Regions from separate parts of the Mus musculus genome. Here region 1 is linked to region 2. A link is a contact called in public Hi-C data. All regions are on one chromosome and are shown on one strand. The core of a region is the stretch at or near the end of the contact, and the rest is flanking DNA. Distances in the headings are between cores, read along the strand shown. Region 1 overlaps Dhx57 (DEAH (Asp-Glu-Ala-Asp/His) box polypeptide 57). Region 2 holds the start of Gemin6 (gem nuclear organelle associated protein 6).

Evidence for each region. A called contact is a pair of places that touch in the nucleus more often than the background predicts.
Region 1: a Hi-C map of erythroblasts shows a contact between it and region 2, with 2.0 times the contacts expected there. The contact joins the enhancer-like site here to the promoter of Gemin6 in region 2. A contact is called at or near these places in 12 of 39 promoter capture datasets (the 3T3-L1 cell line, 3T3-L1-derived adipocytes, the C10 cell line and 7 more), 1 of 15 datasets of contacts at CTCF or cohesin (pro-B cells), 22 of 484 Hi-C or Micro-C datasets (the 63-12 cell line, B cells, the C10 cell line and 18 more), 10 of 115 datasets of contacts at active chromatin or transcription factors (the 230-238 cell line, CD8 T cells, bone marrow-derived macrophages and 4 more) and 3 of 9 other capture datasets (adipose tissue, liver and pancreatic islet).

What each region holds. Positions count from the first base shown.
Region 1 is chr17:80,276,492-80,279,712 of GRCm38.p6, reverse strand. It overlaps Dhx57 (DEAH (Asp-Glu-Ala-Asp/His) box polypeptide 57), which reads left to right. Exons shown (of 24, transcript NM_001163759.1): 3 at 1,332-1,490. Among named protein-coding and RNA genes, the nearest start is that of Morn2, 12 kb to the left of the region's middle. Within about 2 kb of position 1,297, at least 4 of the 459 cell types and tissues checked have an H3K27ac peak or open chromatin away from gene starts, as enhancers often do.
Region 2 is chr17:80,222,896-80,225,992 of GRCm38.p6, reverse strand. Gemin6 (gem nuclear organelle associated protein 6) reads right to left here and starts at 1,542. Exons shown (of 3, transcript NM_026053.4): 1 at 1,323-1,542; 2 at 229-372. The coding sequence starts at 353.

The sequences.
Region 1 (3,221 bases), core at 48-2,547, 54 kb before region 2:
TTAGAGTTCTGCCTGTTCAAGTATCCATTAGCTATCTATTGAGCACCTTGTATGTCCTGGGTAATGTTTTACAGACTAGAATTGAGCAACAGGTAAACACTGTACTTATCGTCATAAAAGATTCCTAAGATTCTTAAGTGTATCACAGAGGCAGTAAGTGCTATGAAGAAATATAAAAAATAGTACTGTGTGAGGTAGGTGTGTAAAAAATGCTAGACTTGAGTTTCTGTCATGTGGAAATCCACTAAAAAGGTTCATTTGAACAAAGACAAGAAGAGAGCGAGCCAGCCATGAGCCTCTCTGAGAGGAAACCATTGAAGGTAGAGGGATAGAGCAAGTGTGAAGCGCTGAGTCAGGAATGCATTCAGAAGGCCTGGGAAATGCAAGGGAGCCAGGAGACAAGAGCAGTTCACTGTGTTAGTTTAGAGCAGAGGGACTTCACTGCAGATGGCCCTGGGGCAGTAGAGGGAGTTTGGCTAACAAAGAAAAGCACAGAGTGGTTTGAAGCAAGTGTAGGACATTTCAGTCACTCTGGCCACAGTTGCCACTCTTCAACATATGCCTTTCTGATACTCAGAAAATTGGGCCTTTTTCTTTGGGCTGTTACAGCCCTGTGCCAGGTAAGTTGAGTTAAAAGAGGGTAAATGATGGAATGAATCACTAGAGGAAATAAGGAGGTTGGGATAGTCTCCAAATAGACTGGGGCTTTAAGATGAAGAATGGGATATCATGGTGGACCACACCTGCTATCCCACCATTTGGGAGGTGGAGGGAGGCGGGAGGATCCACTGAGCAGATCCATGGTTACAGAACTAGTTGACTCCAGCCTGTGCTACATGAGATCCTGTCTTTAAAAAAAACGGAGGGGGGAGGTAAAATACAGGGATATGAAAATAAATGGTCTGTGAGATAGGAACATAATAAGACGAATTCAGGTTGTGAGAATTTCTATAAGACAGTGGCCCTTCAAAAATGTCACTGCTGCTGTGTGGTGGAGGCACACGCCTTTAATACCAGCACTCGGGAGGCAGAGGCAGGTGGATCTCTGAGTTTAAGGTCCATGGAGGGACACCAGGGCTACACAAAGAAACCCAGTCTCAAAAACCAAATAAGCAAACAAACAAACAAACAGTCTTTGTCAGAGAGTAGGCTGGGAACCCTTAAACTGTGAGGAGTTTGAGGATAATGCCAACTGGTAGCTAGGGAAAGTCAAGTAAACACTGTAGAAAGCACTCTCTCTGTGTGATGTCATCTGCTGTCGGTGTGTGCTGTATTTGGGAGCTGATAAGAGGATCAAAGTTTTGTTCATGAGCATGTGACTTTGAATTCAGGCCCTGCGACAGTAACAAAAGCAAAGGAGAGACACGGCCTAAGTGGAAGCCCAAAGCCAAAGTGCCCCTTCAGACGCTGCACATGACATCAGAGAATCAGGAGAAGGTGAAAGCCCTTCTGAGGGATCTGCAGGAACAGGGTGCGGACGCGGGATCCGAGTAAAGTATCTTGTTTGAGTACATTTTATACCGAGGAGAACCCGTTGGCAATGCAAATGGCCCTTCAGCACTGGGTACTGTCTCCGTGAAGCAGTGGTTCTCAGCCTCCCTAACGCTGCGACCCTCTAACACAGCTCCTCATGGTGTGGTGACCCCCCCAGCCATAACATTATTTTCGTTGCTACTTCATAACTACTGCTTTGCTACTGTTGGGACTTATAATGTAAATATCTGATGTGCAGGATATCCGCTATGCGACCCCTGTGAGGGCCGTGACCCACAGGTTGAGAACTGCTGGTGTGGAGCCTGTTGTGGCTACACAGTTAGCTGAAAGTGAGGCAAGAGAGATAGAAGAGCAGTTACCCAGCCACAGCTTTAGAGTGAGTGTCCTCGCACCATCCTGAGCAGTACCACAGATTGGCTCATCTTGCTTTGTCTCTAGGCCTAATATAGGATGTTAGTGCTTTACTGAAAATATTCCAACTAAAAATGTATACTAACAAACAGAAGCCTGTTCTAGGAGCCGATGTGGAGGCAAGTTCTTGCTCATGCAGCCCTGCCTGGCCTCAGACTCACTGCAGTCCTCCTGCCTCAGCTTTCCTACCCACCCCAAACCCCTAGCAACATAAATGTTTGGTTTTGGTTTTTGTTTTTTCTGAATGTATATGGGGTTTTTGCCTGTTGTGTGTCTGGGTACCACTTGCTGCCTGGTACAGGAAGAGCCCAGAAGTTGTAAGCTTCTTTGGAACTGGAGTTATAGACAGCCATCAGGTGCTGGGAATTGAACCCAGGTCCTCTGAAAAAGCAGCCGGTGCTTTTAACCACTGAGCCAACTCTTCAGCTTCAAAATCAAGCTTTAATATTTTACCTAACTGCCCAAGTGCAATAGTTTCTTAATTGTCTCCCCTCTACCTCTGCACTGTGGGGTTTTTGATTTGTTTTGTTTTGTTTTTTGGGGTTTTTTTGTTTTTGTTTTTTCTTTTTTGGTTTTTTGAGACAGGATTTCTTTGTATAGCCCTGGCTGTCCTGGAACTCACTTTATAGACCAGGCTGGCCTCAAACTCAGAAATCCACCTGCCTCTGCCTCCCAAGTGCTGGGATTAAAGGCATATGCCACCACTGCCAGGCTTTCTTTCTTTCTTTTTTTTTTTTTTTCCTCAACATTTATTTATTTATTTAATATATGTGAGTGCACTGTTGCTGTCTTCAGACACACCAGAAGAGGGCATCGGATCCCATTACAAATTGTTGTGAGCCACCATGTGGTTGCTGGGAATTGAACTCAGAACCTCTGGAAGAGCACTCAGTGCTCTTAACCACTGAGCCATCTCTCCAGCTCTCTGCACTGTGTCTTTTTTTTTTTTTTTTAAACTCTTTTTTTAAATTTTATTTATTTATTTAATGTAAGTACACTGTAGCTGTCTTCAGATGCACCAGAAGAGGGCATCAGGATCTCGGGTGGTTGTGAGCCACCATGTGGTTGCTGGGATTTGAACTTCGGACCTTCGGAAGAGCAGTCGGGTGCTCTTACCCACTGAGCCATCTCACCAGCCCCTCTGCACTGTGTCTTAACTCCTCTGTTACACTATCAGTTGAAGGGGTTCATTTATTTTTATGTTTGCTAATGAGTAGTTGGCCTAAGTTCCACCTTTGGCAATAAATAAATGAATTCTTTGATGAAATTACTGAGTGGCCAGTCAGGGATAGCAAATATTCTTCTGTCCTCTACAA
Region 2 (3,097 bases), core at 293-2,792:
CAGGAGACCCTCTGGAAGGAGAATTAGAAGAGGGGAGAATTTCTCTTTTCTATTCCTATAACTATGTTTAGTTTGCTACAGCATCCCATAGTTAAAACAGCAGCAGTTAGGCTCAAAAGCAATTATTATGTGTGAATGACCAGTCTTTGATTGATCTGCCTTCTCAGCTTGGATATCCGGGGCCAGTACATAGGATTGTCATTTCACAAAATTAAGTTGCATACTCACTTGGCAGAGACTGGATCTGTGGTTAGAAGCCATCCTTTATACTCCTTCTCACAGGCTATCACTCTCACTTCTTTATAAACGTAATCTTCCCATTCTAAGGGGCTTTTCTTCATCCATTCGCTCATGGTTACCAGTTGCCCAGATCTAGAACCATTATCAATTTGGGTTAATCACTATGGATATTCCACACAAGCAAATGTCTTTTTTTAAAAATATTTTTAAAGATTCATTTATTTATTATATGTAAGTACACTGTAGCTGTCTTCAGACAATCCAGAAGAGGGAGTCAGATCTTTTTACGGATGGTTGTGAGCCACCATGTGGTTGCTGGGATTTGAACTCTGAACCTTTGGAATAGCAGTCAGTGCTCTTACCCACTGAGCCATCTCACCAGCCCAAGCAAATGTCTTAATGATCGCCATTCTGTAGGCAGTCTGTAATTTGCCTGAAAATAACGAGTTTCTTAATGCAAGTAAGCACTGATACATAGAGCCAGTCTTAACTCACACCTACAGTCCCTACCTACTAGTAGTGCTGAGACCAGCCTGGTAACATAGTGTGCCGTCTCAGATCTCAGAAGAACAAGCAAAACGCCCATCTGGGGTATAAGAAACTGATACTATCTTTGGAGAATTCTTGAGAATGTTTTGTTTAGTATATCTGGGAAGGGGTATTTATAATTCAGACTGATGGTAATAGTGAATGGCCACAGGTACAATTCTTAAAACTCCTGTGGCATGTCTAGTCCCACCCTCTGCTCCCAATTCCGGATACCGCTTTCAACCTGGCTTTGAACCTGGCCCGTAGATAACTCAAACTCTTCGGGGCTGGAGAGATGGCTCAGCGGTTAAGAGCACCGACTGGGAGGTCAATTCCCAGCAACCACATGGTAGCTCAAAACCATCGGTAATGGAATCCGATGTCCTCTTCTGGTGTGTCTGAAGAAAGCAGTGGTGTGCTCATATACAATAAAGAAATCTTTTTTAGAAAAAAGAAGAAGCAGCCACTTCCGTTCCGCTTTCCTTAGATAAAAGGATTTCGCCCTAAACCCCTGACAGACATAACTGATGCGGAGTTCTCGGATTCCCACCTACTCTTTCTAGATGACTCTCCACGGGCTTTGCGCCAATTTTCTCGTAAAGCGCTGAGGACCCGTTAGCGAAGCTCTAGAGCTCCAACACCAGGTCCTGTCCAGAGGCCGCCATACCCAGAACTCTGCACGACTCAGGGAAACGCCGCAGAGACCCTGGCTATATTTCTACTTAGCTCACACGCCGCCGAGCGGGCTTGAGTCGGCCCGCCTGAGCCCAGCATGCTTTGCTCCTGACGTCATTTCCTTCCCCCAGAATCCTCCATCCTGTAGTCCTTTGCCTCCGTTCTTGCACTGCAGGTTGTGTCCAAGGGAACTTGAGTTCTCCTGGCCACCGTGAACGTCTCAAGAAATCTTTGTAAGAGGAAAATGTTCGTACCTCAAAGCTTTTTAAGTGGGGTATGAAAATGCGATTTTGCCCTGAATTCAACACAAAGCTCTCTGGGTAAACCTTAAGGCTCTAAAAGCCGAGGTGAATGGCATGAATTCTGGTCTAGCTCGTTTTGGAGCCGGTTAAAATGCGTGCACCTTTGGGGACGTGTTCTCAGTAAATCTCAAGAACAGTGGTGAAGTTGGGAAGATCAGCACTGGATTTTTTTTTTTTTTTTTTTTTCGAGACAGGGTTTCTCTGTGTAGCCCTAGCTGTCCTGGAACTCACTCTGTAGACTTCGCCTGCCTCTGCCTCCCAAGCAGCACTGGATTATGTTGTTTCTGCTTCAGATTTCTGGGCACGTAGCTGACTGGGCTCTGACATACTGCAGAATCTTCGAGACTGTGATACTGAAAAGTGGTGCAAGGCAGTAAATGCTAAGATTCTGCCTATACTGAAAAGAGAAAAAAACAACCCTCTCCCCCGCCAAGACAACAACTACAACAAAAAAACCCACCAAGGGCGATGAACAAAAACTGAGCTATAAAATTGTCAAGCCAGAGGTGGGCGTGGTGGCGCACGCCTTTAATCCCAGCACTCGGGAGGCAGAGGCAGGCGAATTTCTGAGTTCGAGGCCAGCCTGGTCTATAAAGTGAGTTCCAGGACAGCCTGAGCTACACAGAGAAACCCTGTCTCAAAAAAAAAAAAAAAAAAAAAAAAAAGATTGTCAAGCCAAGCAGCAGAAACATTAAATATGAATCGGTTTTTTAAAATTACTACTTGAAATTCCATATCAAATAATCCTTCCCAAAACCTTCATTTATTGAATGATTGACTTCATATTAATGAGATTTCATGGATTAAGTTAGAGTTTATCAGTTAAAACCCTCTATAAAGCTACAAGAGCTAATGTAAATTCCAAGTTATTAAGAGTGTGGGAGAAAATGTTTGACCTTTAAAACTACAGAATAAAAATCTACAACTGATTTGTGACAACTGTTCAGTTGCATTTTAAGTTTCATTCTTTACTGCAAACCTGTTTGGCTTATGTTTTCTTCCCCTTTTGAAACAAGGACATGTCCCTACTCTGTCCAAATTATCAGAAATTTAAGTTGCATTTGGGCCACATGTGGTGCATAGGACTTTAATCCAAGCTTGTGGAAAGCAGAGGTAGGCAGGGAGTTTGGGATCAATTAGTCTACATAGTGAGTTCTAGGCCAGCCCTGCTACAAAAAAAAAAAAAAAAAAAAAATTAAAAAAATTTAAAAATCAGTTGCAACTAGATACAAGATATTTAAACTATTCTAGCTTTTTTTTTTTTTTTTTAAATTCGAGACAGGGTTTCTCTGTGTAGCCCTGGCTGTCCTGGAACTCACTCTGTAGACCAGGCTGGCCTCGAACTCAGAAAT